Regions from separate parts of the Sus scrofa genome. Here all the other regions are linked to region 1. A link is a contact called in public HiChIP or PLAC-seq data. All regions are on one chromosome and are shown on one strand. The core of a region is the stretch at or near the end of the contact, and the rest is flanking DNA. Distances in the headings are between cores, read along the strand shown. Region 1 overlaps LOC110261474 (a long non-coding RNA gene). Region 2 overlaps MEF2A (myocyte enhancer factor 2A). Region 3 overlaps LRRC28 (leucine-rich repeat-containing protein 28).

What was found. HiChIP or PLAC-seq counts read pairs in DNA pulled down with a chosen protein or histone mark.
Region 2: a contact with region 1 is called in an H3K27ac HiChIP or PLAC-seq map of alveolar macrophages. The contact joins two enhancer-like sites. A contact is called at or near these places in 1 of 47 Hi-C or Micro-C datasets (skeletal muscle) and 2 of 2 datasets of contacts at active chromatin or transcription factors (alveolar macrophages and skeletal muscle).
Region 3: an H3K27ac HiChIP or PLAC-seq map of skeletal muscle shows a contact between it and region 1. The contact joins two enhancer-like sites. A contact is called at or near these places in 2 of 47 Hi-C or Micro-C datasets (embryonic fibroblasts and skeletal muscle) and 1 of 2 datasets of contacts at active chromatin or transcription factors (skeletal muscle).

Annotation. Positions count from the first base shown.
Region 1 is chr1:138,255,510-138,259,727 of Sscrofa11.1, reverse strand. It overlaps LOC110261474 (a long non-coding RNA gene), which reads right to left. Exons shown (of 2, transcript XR_002345600.1): 1 at 4,200-4,218; 2 at 926-2,500. Among named protein-coding and RNA genes, the nearest start is that of MEF2A, 140 kb to the left of the region's middle. Within about 2 kb of position 1,832, at least 25 of the 83 cell types and tissues checked have an H3K27ac peak or open chromatin away from gene starts, as enhancers often do. A contact at or near this core is called in alveolar macrophages and skeletal muscle, where this site is marked.
Region 2 is chr1:138,498,352-138,502,569 of Sscrofa11.1, reverse strand. MEF2A (myocyte enhancer factor 2A) reads right to left here. Exons shown (of 10, transcript NM_001097421.1): 8 at 513-639. Among named protein-coding and RNA genes, the nearest start is that of LYSMD4, 67 kb to the left of the region's middle. Within about 2 kb of position 1,894, at least 6 of the 83 cell types and tissues checked have an H3K27ac peak or open chromatin away from gene starts, as enhancers often do. A contact at or near this core is called in alveolar macrophages, where this site is marked.
Region 3 is chr1:138,079,432-138,083,649 of Sscrofa11.1, reverse strand. The region is part of intron 5 of LRRC28 (leucine-rich repeat-containing protein 28); the gene reads right to left. Among named protein-coding and RNA genes, the nearest start is that of LRRC28, 83 kb to the right of the region's middle. Within about 2 kb of position 2,334, at least 25 of the 83 cell types and tissues checked have an H3K27ac peak or open chromatin away from gene starts, as enhancers often do. A contact at or near this core is called in skeletal muscle, where this site is marked.

The DNA.
Region 1 (4,218 bases), core at 583-3,082:
AGTGTTACCAGACAAGACCCCCAGTATCACAAAGCCAGTGAATTCTTTTTATGTATAACCAAGTTCCATCTGAAATTCCCCTATCTGAATTCTCAAGCCACAGAATCTATGTGCATAATGAAATAGGTTTCTTAGGCCACAAGTTTTGAGGCTCTCGTGGCAGCGGGAACGGCAACTGTCTCACAGTGGTTGAGGCCAGAGCTGTGAGCTCCCTGACTCCAGAATGCAGACCTTCTCCGGATGCAAGCTCAGCAGCCTTGCTGTCTCAGACGGTGTCTGGGCAGGATGACCTTTGCTGAGTCTTGTCTCCAAGCAAGCAGGGCTGGCCCACGTGGACTATTTGGTTGACCCACGAGGACTCCCTGACCTAGGAGGAAGCCAAATCCCCCTCAGACTCCTTCAAGTTTTGAGAGCAAGCCAGGGTCTCAAAGCCAGCCATCAAGACTGGTCTCTTCAAGGTCTGATCACTTGGTTGAGGATTAGAACCATAGGGATCACACAACCCTGTTCCCATGGTCGCTCTGCAAATGGGTTTGCAACCAGGAGAGCTCCTGGGAGGCAGAATATAATCTGGGTGTCTGACTGTTGGGGTTTAAATTCTAGCTGTGCGTGGAGTTCCCGTTGTGGCTCAGTGGTAATGAACCCAGCTAGCATCCATGAGGACACGGGTTCAATCCTTGGCCTTGCCAAGTGGGTTAAGGATCTGGTGTTGCTGTGGCTGTGATGTAGGCTGGCAGCTACAGTTCCAATTGAACCCCTAGCCTGGAAACTTCCATATGCCACGGGTGCGACCCTAAAAAGACAAAAATATTTTTAAGTAAATAAACAAATAAAATTCTGGCTGTGCAATCTACTAGCTATATGGTCTTGGTCAGTTATAGAACATCCCCAAGCCTGTTCCTTCATCTTCAAAATGGGAAAATAATAGCAGCCACCTTGTAGGGGTTCCCACGAGGCTCACCCAGGACATTCTCACCAGGATCATAGGGCTGGGCGCTACCACTGTCATTCATCAACATCAACATTCTGCTTGCATAGCTTTGTCTTTTCTTCCCAAGGCAGACTAGTTGGTTTAGTTCCTGAGGGCTTCCCAGCAAAGGGAAAATGTAGCTTAAAATAACCCCAAGAATACTGATATCTTTCAAAAGTTAAATTTAAAGATTAATAAAGATTCCAGACAAACCTCAGGTAGCATTGTTATTACTGGGCTTTTGTTGCTGTTCTGAACAGCTTTGAAAACTCTTGGCTTTGAAGCTCTAAAGGATGGCAATTAGCCTCTCCTGAAGGTCCTCACAGCAGCAAATCTTTGGCACAGGGCACAGGGCTCCACTTCCTTCCCCATTCTGCAGCCACCGTGTCTGCCTGCGTCCCCACCCTGGCCCAGGCAGGAGCGGTGGGAGGACGCGTGGTCGCCCCAGCTCACTGCTGCAGGAAACGCTGCCTGCCGCCCTGGCCCCGATGACTCCTAAAAAAGAAGGCGGATGGGGTGACTCAAAGCAAACCATCTCCTCCCCCACCCTGCACGCCGCACTCGCACAAGCCCCCCTTCTCCAAGGGTGAGGCTGAATCAGGGCTCAGGGCCCTGGGATGCTCAGAGGCCCCTTTTGTAGAGCTGACCTGGCTGAGAGATCCAGCTGCAGGCTGCCCTAATGGATGGAGCTAACACCCTTCTAGGCAGTAGCCTGCCCCACGGCGGCACTTTGTCAGAAGCCATCTCTGGGAAGGCTGCTGGCAGGCTTCTGGCTGGCGGCTCCATCTCCCTCCTGCTCCACGCGGGGCAAGGCTTGTCCAAATATTTGGCTTGATCCTGCTTTCTGATTCATCATGTGCAGAAACCTCTGTAATTTCATCTAGTGCGTGACTCAGACCAGAGCTCAGCACAAGTGCTGGGCAGCGGAGGCCGGAGCCGCTCAGAGGCCAGGCCTGCAGTCAGTGCCCGCTGCTCTCAGCTGGCCCCCAGGGGGGCTCCCAGATTGCCTAGCCGCAGATGAAATCTCTTTTGTCTGAGATGATTAATGGAGCCCCAAACAAGCCTCAGCACAAGGGTGTGAGGTGCACTTTGTACCTTTTCCAAGTCTTTCTTTCTCTTTTTTCTTTTTTAATGCTAAATCCATTTGCATCTCATAAATTATATTGGCTTCAAAATGAAATGTTCCTGACAGCAGCAGGCAGGGTGTGGGTCCCGCTAAAACATTTTCTCCTGCCGTCCCCTCTCTCCTTCTGAGACCCTAGGAGAAATCTGGCTTGTCTTCCAGAGGAGGAGGGGAGGGAGCAGAATGACCTAGATTCTGAATCTGCAAGACAGGTAGAGCCAGCTCGCCTGTCTTCCAAAGGCTACTGTGCACAGGGTCCCAGGCTTTCGGAAGGAGTCAGCAGAATGGGGCTCTCTCCTCTTCTGGTGTGGACCTCTTGTGGGTGACATGGTCTCTGTGTCCTTCAGCAGGTTTGTCCTCTTAGGAAAGGCCACAACTGGACGGAGGCGGGAGGAGACTGCTGTTACCTGGGTGGGAGTGGGGAAGAGGCATAGCTGATAACCAGGTAAGCCCCCCCGCCGCCCCGCCCGTAGAGATATGTGGGGCAAGGGAAGGCAGCCGTTAAGTAGCAGAGAAGAGGGGATGGCAGTGCAGGTATCAGGGGCTCCAGTCATCGGAGACAATGGAATTTAAACTTTCCTTCCATTATTCTCCAGCTTTGTGGTTTTGGGCAAGTGTCTTTTCCTTTCTGAGCCTCCATTTCCTCTTCCCTTCATTTATTCAATATCTATCTTCTGAGCCTCGTCTGCTCCCTTGGCACTTACATTCTGACACCACACAGTCAGGTGCATAAGTACTGTGCCAGGAGGTGGCATACGGTGGCATCAAAAGATCAATGAGATATAGTTGACCCTCAGCCTTTGCTGTGTTGGGCTGAGGCTGGGAAGGTGAGGGGGTCCAGCCCAGGAGACTGAGAAGGTACAGGTAGCCATGGAGGTGGGACCTGAGAGAGGCACCATGAAGCAGGACCATGTCTGTGTCACACAGAGTGGGAGCTGGGTAAACGTCGTTGTCGTCATTATTGTTATGTGACTGCTGGTTGTGAGCATGGCTGTGAACTTGGGGTGGAGGTGCTAAAGGGAGGATGCAGCAAGCTGGGAAGAAGATGGCTTCAAACCCAGGGTGACCCTGGCACTGTGATGGGCAGCCCCTGCTCGCCACACCAGGCTCCCTCCATGGCAGCCTCTGAAGGAAGCAGAGGCGGCCTTCACTTCATGCCGTGCCCCAAAGGTCAGCTGGCTCAAGTTTCACAAGCGGGCATTCCAGGCCTGGGGCCCGCACAGGGAGCTCTCTGCCCATGGTCAGGCCTCCAAGTTCCCGTCCAGGACCAGCTGCAGGAGCTTCAGCCCATCTCAGTTGGCCTCAGGGGTGCTGAGGCAGCTGTTGCCAGGCAGGGGTGGGGTGGGAGAAGGAGGCACGAAGCAAGCCCCAGAGCAGCTGTCTTCACCATCAGAACCTAAGCCACTCCCGGGCCAGGGAGCCACGGTCAGAGGCGCTCCAACCTCTGCAGGGAGGGGCGGTGGAGTACACGTGTGGTAGGTGCAAATTAAATGAATGCATATACATATATATGGGTGCCATATTTTGCTAAAAGTTTTTGCATCTTAATTTCATTTAATTTCGCAACATTCTGGGCATTTTATAAGTAAAACTCGGTGAGCTCAAAGAGCAGAAATGCAAACCCCACGTTCTGTGCCCTCAGGAGATAGCTCCGAGGCCAGAGTACACAGTGGTGGCTTTAGCTGAGCTCCTCTTCTGATCACAGATTCCTTTGGGCTCCCTGAGGAACACAAAAGGAAGCCTTTGTGTCTCCTGTTTTTAAGGTTGAAGGAGAGTCAATAGACGGGAACAGAGTTTAAACAAGGCCCCCTCTGGCCCCACTGCCCACGGCACCCAGGCCAGCACAGTGGTCCTGCAACCCGCAGACTCGGCACTCAGGCCCTCTGCAGACCAGACGGTGAGTGGGCTCCCCACGAAGCCCACACTCAGCACTTTCCACTGCCTCCCTCTTCCCCTTTCACTTCCGGACACTCTGGGCTCTGCCTCTGCCCCCCACCCCCACCCCCACTCCCAAGGGCACAGCTCCTGGCACTGGTCTCAATGTCCCGAGTCCAGGGGCACCAAGCACAGGGACTGCCAGGGTGGGGCCCCCTCTCCCTTCTTTACCTTCATTTCCATTAGTGAA
Region 2 (4,218 bases), core at 645-3,144, 240 kb before region 1:
AAAAGCTCCTGGTCTTGCCCCTCAGGCACAAACAACAGAAGCTAAGTGGGTTGTCACATGGAGGAAACCACCACCCGTTAGCCCAGCCACCCAGCTACCACCTCTCAAGTCCTCAGGTCCAAAGGGATTCAGTCTTCCCCAAAGTAGACTGACACAACAATGTATAGAAAACACCTTATTTCACAGGCCTCAGAGAGTGAGATATTGCATAATGAGAACTGCATAGAAAATGTCGAGTGTATTCCTTGGTTTGCTGCTCACCGTAATTTTCATGACAGCTAGTTTTTCTTTGTCAGGTGGTAAGTAAAAGTTCACACTTGGAAATCTTTCTATGGCAAATGTGTACTTTTTTTAAGACTAGCAGGTTTTTTTTTTTTTAAACATATGTAAAATGTGAATCTAAGAAACTGGAAATAATTCATTTCAATAAACATACTTTTAAAAAAATCACAAAAGCATATATGGAGCAAAAACAAAGAAATAAAACCAACAAAAGGTAACAGCAGGCTTACCGGTGTTGTAGGCGGTTGGCATTGCTGAGTACACCAGCCCTTGCTGAGGCAGACTTGGGGTGGTCACAGACACCACTGGGGTAGCTAGGGGCTGGGGGGCTTGAGAACTGCTTATCCTCTGGGTATTCTGTGAGAGAGCAGAAAAAAGTAAAAGTGCTATTCTGTGAGTATTTATATTCAAACTTAATATTTTCAAAATAACATTCAATTTACAAGTGACATTTTTCACAGTTTTATGATGTGAATGTCATTATTTCCTAAAGCAGTGATGATATGAAAGCCCTAAAAATACTAATGGGAATAACTAAATATTTAATTATAAGGAACATATTTTACATTATTGTTCATTTTCCCCTAAAGTACTTTTCATAGAGTTTATTGATGTCCAAGATACATCCTTAAGATAGAAACTTGCATTAGGGGTGGACCTGATGCTGCTATAAAGATGTCAGTGACCTGAAATAAAGCAGATGTGGATTTTAAATACCCAGAGGTAGCAAGCCATTTGTATACATGGAGATGATAAGTTCTTGAGAATATAAGAATCAAAACTACTTTTATCTGCACCATTTATATATTAACATGGTTTTAAGTCATGCTTACTTAAGTGTGGCTTGTATTCCTATTTACTTCCTTGTGATCCTACAGCTGACACACAGATATATATGTATTATATATGTATATGTATGTATGTAGATAGATACTTTTATAAACATTTTTAAAAGTGCAGTTTTATTTTAAGTAGAAGGATATTTTATTTCAGTTTTAGTTCTTAAAATTTTATTGCAGTACAGTTGATTTACAATGTTTAATTTCTGCTGTATAGCAAAGTGATTCGGTTTATACATACACATTCTTTTTCATATTCCTTTCTATTACGGTTTATCACAGGATACTGAATATAGTTCCTTGTGCTACACAGTAGGATCTTGTTGTTTACCCATCCTCTATATAATAGTCTGACTCTGCTAATCCCAAACTCCCAATCCTTTGCTCCTCCCCCTTGGCAACCACAAATCTGTTCTAAAGTGCAGTTTAAGGGTCACAGCAACACTGAGGGGATGGTAAAGAGATTTCCCACTTACTCCCTGACCCCACACAGGCACAGCTTCCCTCATTCTCAACATCATCCACCATGACCTATTTTTTAACAACAGATTCAGATGTGTATCCCTTCCCTTCACAGTCTCCTGTTTTAAGAAAGGAAAAGCTCTGTGGATGAAACAATAGTAAATGCTTGCTGACTGACAGCACCTACACAGTATCCCATCTACAGAAGGAAATAAAAAAAAAATCAAGTATTAAATAATCAAGTCAGCTTAAGGTAGTCATCACTCTCTCTATGTGTAGGGCTATGACAGAGCAGTTTCTTACTGTACTGCCTTAAGTGAACACTTCCTAAAATGAAGGATCAGGAACAGAACTGCCTCTGAGTTCCATGTGATTAGAACACAAGAAGGCCAAAGCCTAACTCCAAGGTCAGTTTTTTCAAAGGAAGAAATTACAGCCAGATAACTGACATTTGAGGGTCTAAACCATATAAGTAAAAGTATAACTTGGAGCCTTAGAAATTATAAAGTCAGAATGTGATTCAATTTTCTCTATTACCATTTCAAAGGGTAATCAAATGAAGGCCTTTGGGTAGATCTAGTTATCTGAACACTGATCATTCGATCAGGATCAGATCTCAGTTTATTTCCTTTCAGTTTGTAACAAGTTTTCCAATCTTGTTAGAGGATGTTGGAAAGACCGACCATTCTGTATATGGTTATGCTGGTTTTTGTCCCATAGTTCCTAAGAACTGGGAAAATCATTCAACCTCTCCAAAACCTCTTTGTTTGCAGGGTAGAGAGGATAGTGATCACTGTGCTGCCTGATTTGTACTACTACTGTTAAGGTAAGGTAACCTAGTAAGGTAATAGTTCGGAAGTGCTTGAACAACAGAAATGTAAGAATGTATCCTTAAATCACTGTTCTAAGAAACCCTATGGCCCCAAATTCTTATGTAACTGTTTTTTTTAAAAAAAGGATAAACTTATTTATTCCTTTTTATCCACAGCTATTCCCCCAGAGCTGTCATGAAGTAAAGTTGTTCCAGAATTGTAAGGCTTCTAGAGGAATCTCTGTGGCCTGGCTCTAAGAGAATCTTCAGTGTAGGCTCCAGGGCATCTGTCCTTACTCATTTTGGGTCAGAGACATCTATGATTACATTTTAGAGCTCTAGCTAATTTGAAAAACTTGCTGAAATCAAACAGATTGTGCTTCTGATTGTATTTTGGTTCTGATACATAAAGCTCTGCATTTTACACTGATTAAGTTTTAGACTCTGAATTAGCTTAAGTTTTAGAACTATGAATAGCTGTTTATAGTTTTTGGTCATATATTTGTTTCTTAATTACAAATGTTTATTTTTATGATTACTAGACTTCATAGTTTTCAAATACTTAAAAACTTATCTTTGAGATTCTGTAATTGAGGGTAAAGTCAACATATGACAACTAGGAATATATTTTAGTCTCAGCATCAAGGTAAAAATTTTAATGACTTTATGAAACAGATACCTAATTTGGACTTAATTTGTTCTCACAGATTTGGTCACTGAAAATTCAAGAGTCAAATACTATGTGAAAAATACAGAATGATATGGTTTGGCCTGGCTCTATCCATGCAGCAGCTTCCATCTCCCCAGAAATTTCCTGGTGTGACCTCAAGATAGGGTGGTGGTGGTGGTGGTGGTGGTGTGTGTGTGTTTAACAGTGAGATTCCAATATGTTGGTTCTACCCATCACAGCTCCCAATCTCAAGGCCATTGATTTCCAGAGCCACTAGAGGGCAACATACTGCTAGATAATTACAAGTTCACAAGGAAGTATTCATGCTAATTTAAGGGTATAAATAGTGAGGTTTAATCTAAGATGAATCATTTTATATTGAACTATAAATTTCTACTTGCTAATCATTGCTGTATCATTATTTACCCCAAAGATATTAAATATCTGAACATGATATATAATCCAATACCACAGTGACAGCTAGCTAGTATATTTTAGTTAACTAATATAAAACCACATCCAAAACTGTGAGAGTGATCACAAAGTTAAAGAACCATCTCTCATTTTAAGGACAGAGCACAGACAACCTTAAATTTGTTGAAAAGAAACAAAATGTGCAAAACACACCAACATGCATAGTATGTAACAATAAAATATAAATAAAACCAACAGATGCCTTTCCCCCATGCTTTCATGCACTCTGAACCCCTGTCCATGCTAAAAACTAAACATTTTCAAGTTTTATTCCCCTTAAAGTCATATATTTAGCAGCTGACTTTGAAATCAGAAGATCAGTTCTGTGAAGTCTGAGTTTTAATTCCCAAAGAAATAGATCAACTGAAAGTTACTTTTAATCAAATTTACTTTCATGAAGAAAAGCCAATAGAAATTGTTTTGGAAAAAAAGGTAGCTGCTACTTTTAAGAACAGAATATCTTCTGATAGAAAAAAAAGTAAGTTTGTGTATGTTCAATTAAAGACATTCGTTTTGGTAAACAGGGAACCCCCTTGTGGTTCAGATCATTTCATGCAGGATGAAATAATTCTAACTCTGTGAAAAAGGTGACCTCACCAAAAATGATGTAATCTTTTTGAAAGAAAGAGAAACAACACAAGACAGTGTGTTACAATCTGAGGAACTGTGAGGGTGAAGTC
Region 3 (4,218 bases), core at 1,085-3,584, 180 kb after region 1:
GTATGACCATTTTTACAATATTAATTTTTCGAACCCAGGAGCATGGAATATCTTTCCATTTTTTTGAATCCTTTTTAACTTCCTTGATTAATTTTTATAGTTCGCAGCATATAAGTCTTTAACCTCCTTGGTCAGGGTTATTCACAAGTATGTGATTTTTTGGGGTGCAATTTTAAAAGGTACTGTATTTTCGTATTCCTTTTCTAATATTTCATTGTTAATATACAGAAATGCAACTGATATGTGAATGTCAATCTTGTATCTTGCTACTTTGCTGAATTTGTTGATCAGTTTGAATAGTTTTTGGGTTGAGTCCTTAGGGTTTTCTATATATGGTATCATGTCATCTGCATACAGTGACAATTTTACCTCTTCTCTTCCAATTTGGATATCTTTTATTTCTTTTATTTGTCTGATTGCTGTGGCTAGTACTTCCAATACTATGTTGAATAAAACTTTTATTTTTTTTGGCGTTCCCGTTGTGGCTCAGTGGTTAATGAACCCAACTGGCATCCATGAGGAAATGGATTCAATCCCTGGCCTCGCTCAGTGGGCTAAGGCTCCAGCGTTGCTGTGAGCTGTGGTGTAGGTTGCAGACGTGGCTCACATCCCAAGTTTCTGTGGCTCTGGCATAGGTTGGCAGTTACAGTTCCAATTCAACCCCTAGCCTGGGAACCTCCATGGGCTGCTGGTGAGGCCCTAAAAGACAATAAAGACAAAAAACAAAAAAAACAAATTTTTGCTTTTTTTTTATGGCCGTACCCACAGTACATGGACGTTCTCAGGTGAGGTACTTAATCTGACCCAGAGCTAAGGTCTACACCATAGCCAGTTGCAGCAATCCCGGATACATTAACCCACTGCTCCAGGCTGGGGATCGAACCCAGGCCTCCTCAGTGACCAGAGCACCTGCAGGCAGATTTTTCTACCCACTGTGCCATAGCAAGAACTCCAACTTTTACATTTTTAACACTTGAACGAACTGGATTAGGATCTTTGATCCCCCCACTTAATGGCTATGTAACCTCAGGGAGGATAGTTACTCTTTCCAAGCTTTAGGTTTCTCAACTTAAAAAAAAAAAACAGAAAAAAGAAAAACAGTAATATCTATTCCATCTGATAACTCTGACAACTAACAAAGAAAAAAAGTTATGCATTTAGCATGTCTGGCCTACTTTAATTAGTAAATGTACTGACAATAATAATAATCTCTTGATTATCTGGAGAGTTAACACTTTTTAGAGTAACTGTTAAGATTATTATTCTTAGCAATAACAATAGCATAAATACATTTATGAAATAAAAATTATTAAGACACAGCAAAAATATCTGCATACTAGATAATCACTATTGTTCAGAATTACATAGTAACCAAGAGAGGCCACTTTAAGTCTCTGACAACACAGACCTCCCCCTCCCCATCCCTTTGCCAGGGAAACCTTGTTGGAACAGGGCCTTCTCTCTCAGGAAGCAAAGCAAAGTCCAATAGCAGAGGAACTATGAGCCAGTCTCCACTGGATGTGGATTCTAAGAGCACAGGAAGGCAGAGAAGCGGTAAGGAAGGGAATCATGAGCTAAGACTGTGTATCTGCCTTACACAGAAATTCACCACAGTCAAGGAACAGATCATTTTAAAAACCATTTTTACAGATGAGGAAGCTTCAAAAAATGTCAAAAAATGTGTGATGTTTAGTATTCTTATATTTTTGGATTGCATTTATACAGTGGGAAATCATATTAATCCTAAAGTCAATGTAATTTGACTACTTAAGTTTATATTAAATCCACTTTGTTCTAATTGTGAATGAATACTGCTCCAAGGATTATTATAATGCACACTGTATCCTTCTCCATTCACCACCGATATTCTCCCATGTCCTGGAATTAACTGTTCATTCCTGTATGTCAAAAGTCTTGTGAGAGATCCTCATTTAGTCATATTTTCTCTCTCTCTTTCAACAAAATTACACTTCAGAATATGCTTCCAGTGTTTATAAATAGTCTAAAGGCAACAAAAAAACAAAAAAAGATCACCAGAGTGGACAGCTGGCCCTCATCTGTCAACGAAAGGCAAGAAGCTACAAGGAACACATAAAGGTTTGAAAGGGGAAAGAAGTGGGCTAATCCTTGGGCCTCAAATTCAGAGGCAATGGACCTTAAGAAGACAAGTTTGGGGAGTGAGGGGAAGAAAAAATCAGAAATATGCCAGATAAGAAGCAGCAGCAGAAAGGAAAAGTGTCAGCAGACAGGAGAGCAGCCTGTGTTCAAACATTCCAGGAAGCAACCCCTGCAAATCCACAGATCACAGTGAATGCCATATGAAGTGGAGCACTAACAATACCCATGGTGGTGGAGAAGACAGCAGCAATCAAGGCTGCCCAGCCAAGCAAGTGCCAGAGACAGTGTGTAAAACCAGGCTTTTCCTTTCTCAATTTATCTCTGTCAGAACTTACTTTCATTTTCTCATAGAGAAACACGCTACCTATACATATTATCAACTCTTCATATTATGCTATTTTGAAAGGTATTACAGATGCACAAAATAACGGAATAGATTTAACAACTAATTTTGATGCATTGTTTACTAAAAGAGAAAGTGCTTTTAAAAGTTTACAAAAATATGAAATTAAAAGCACTAAGATGAAGGGTAATTTTGGAAAAGGAAATAAAACTTCATTTAGTGTGTCTGTGTGTTTAAACAAAATTAAGTTTTATTTAGGTAGCAGTGGGTTAGCCAAGTTCCTTTAAATAGTTAGGGATTTGCAAAGTGCAAAGCTCATGTAACTTAATCTCTGTTTTCCGCAAATCCCCATAGGTCCATTTGCTTAAGAAACCCATGCTTCCTGGCTGGATGCCGGCATACCAAACCTGCCCAGTCGTGCATAGTTTTATTTCTGTTACTAAATTAGGAAACCAAAGTGGGCACTGTCTGGGCTAACAGCAGAGAGAAAAGGCTCAGCATCATTAGTGAGCGTGTATTCCTAAGAGCCAGATCATTATCAGATATTTAACTTTTAATTAGAGATAACCAAAATAATTTGATCTAATAAGGAGCAATACTAAGAAATAATTAAATGAAGACAAAGGGAGAAATACATTTAACAAAAGCATTCTTCTGAATAGGTTTAATTATTACATTGAAAGTAAATTAACTACTACCATCAAGGCTTAACATCTCAATGACTGATGGTAAAATACTGCCATCTTTTCCTAAGCAGTGAGGAGAAATGGGAAATTATTCACCACAATTTTTACAAATATTTACTAACACACTTTATGTAGAGCACTGTTTAGAGAAATGAAGTAGAGCATTCAGAGACTTAAATGGAGAAAGAAAAAGCAGGATTTGAAAAGAGAAAAGCCACTGTGTTTATTTTCAAAGTTATTTTAAAATGACATAAAAATACAAAAGGAAAAATACATTATTTTCCACTTTCCAAATTTTACTTGTCTCTAAGTAGCATATCAAAGGGGATTAAAAAGACAGTGGTTGTTAATTAACATTCTATAAAGCATTTTAAACATACTACCAATAGTTTGCCAAAAGCTAAAGCTTGAATCCTAAAGGTGTTGGGAGAATTTTAGTTCTAGCAATAGCTATACTTTTCTTATAAACGTTTTGTTAAATATTGATAAATTTCGAAGTAGTATTTATTTTACATTAATTTTATGAAAGAATTTTAAAATTATTTGCTACGAAATCTGTATTTCTATATGGATGGAAGCTTTTTAAATATCAGCATTTAGAAATTATAGAAAAATTAAATAACAAAATTTAAGTGTTATGATAGGCCCTGAATGGCTTATCAGATATGATAAAAAAAAGATGCTCACAATATTTAATCCCAACCTTCAGCAATACAGAAATCCATTCATATTTATTAAGAAAACATGGAAGAACTCTTATTACTATCCAAAAGTCTAGTTATTCTTTCATCTAATCTCTTTATATATTTTTTCATATCTCTATAGGACATCAAAATGCATTTTGGTGATCATGTGTCAGCCAAAACCCAGAGCCTTTATCTTCTTTTTGATCAACTCCCACCACCAAGATCTGGCCATCAGTGAAGAGAAGCAGATCCACAATGGAGTGGGGGGACAAACAGAAATAGCTTCCCTCAGTCAGTCTGTCTCTACTTCAACTATCCATCCTACTGGAGTCTCAATGCAGACCACAACATTTGGTCCACTTGTCTGGCCCTTCCCTGTAACTAT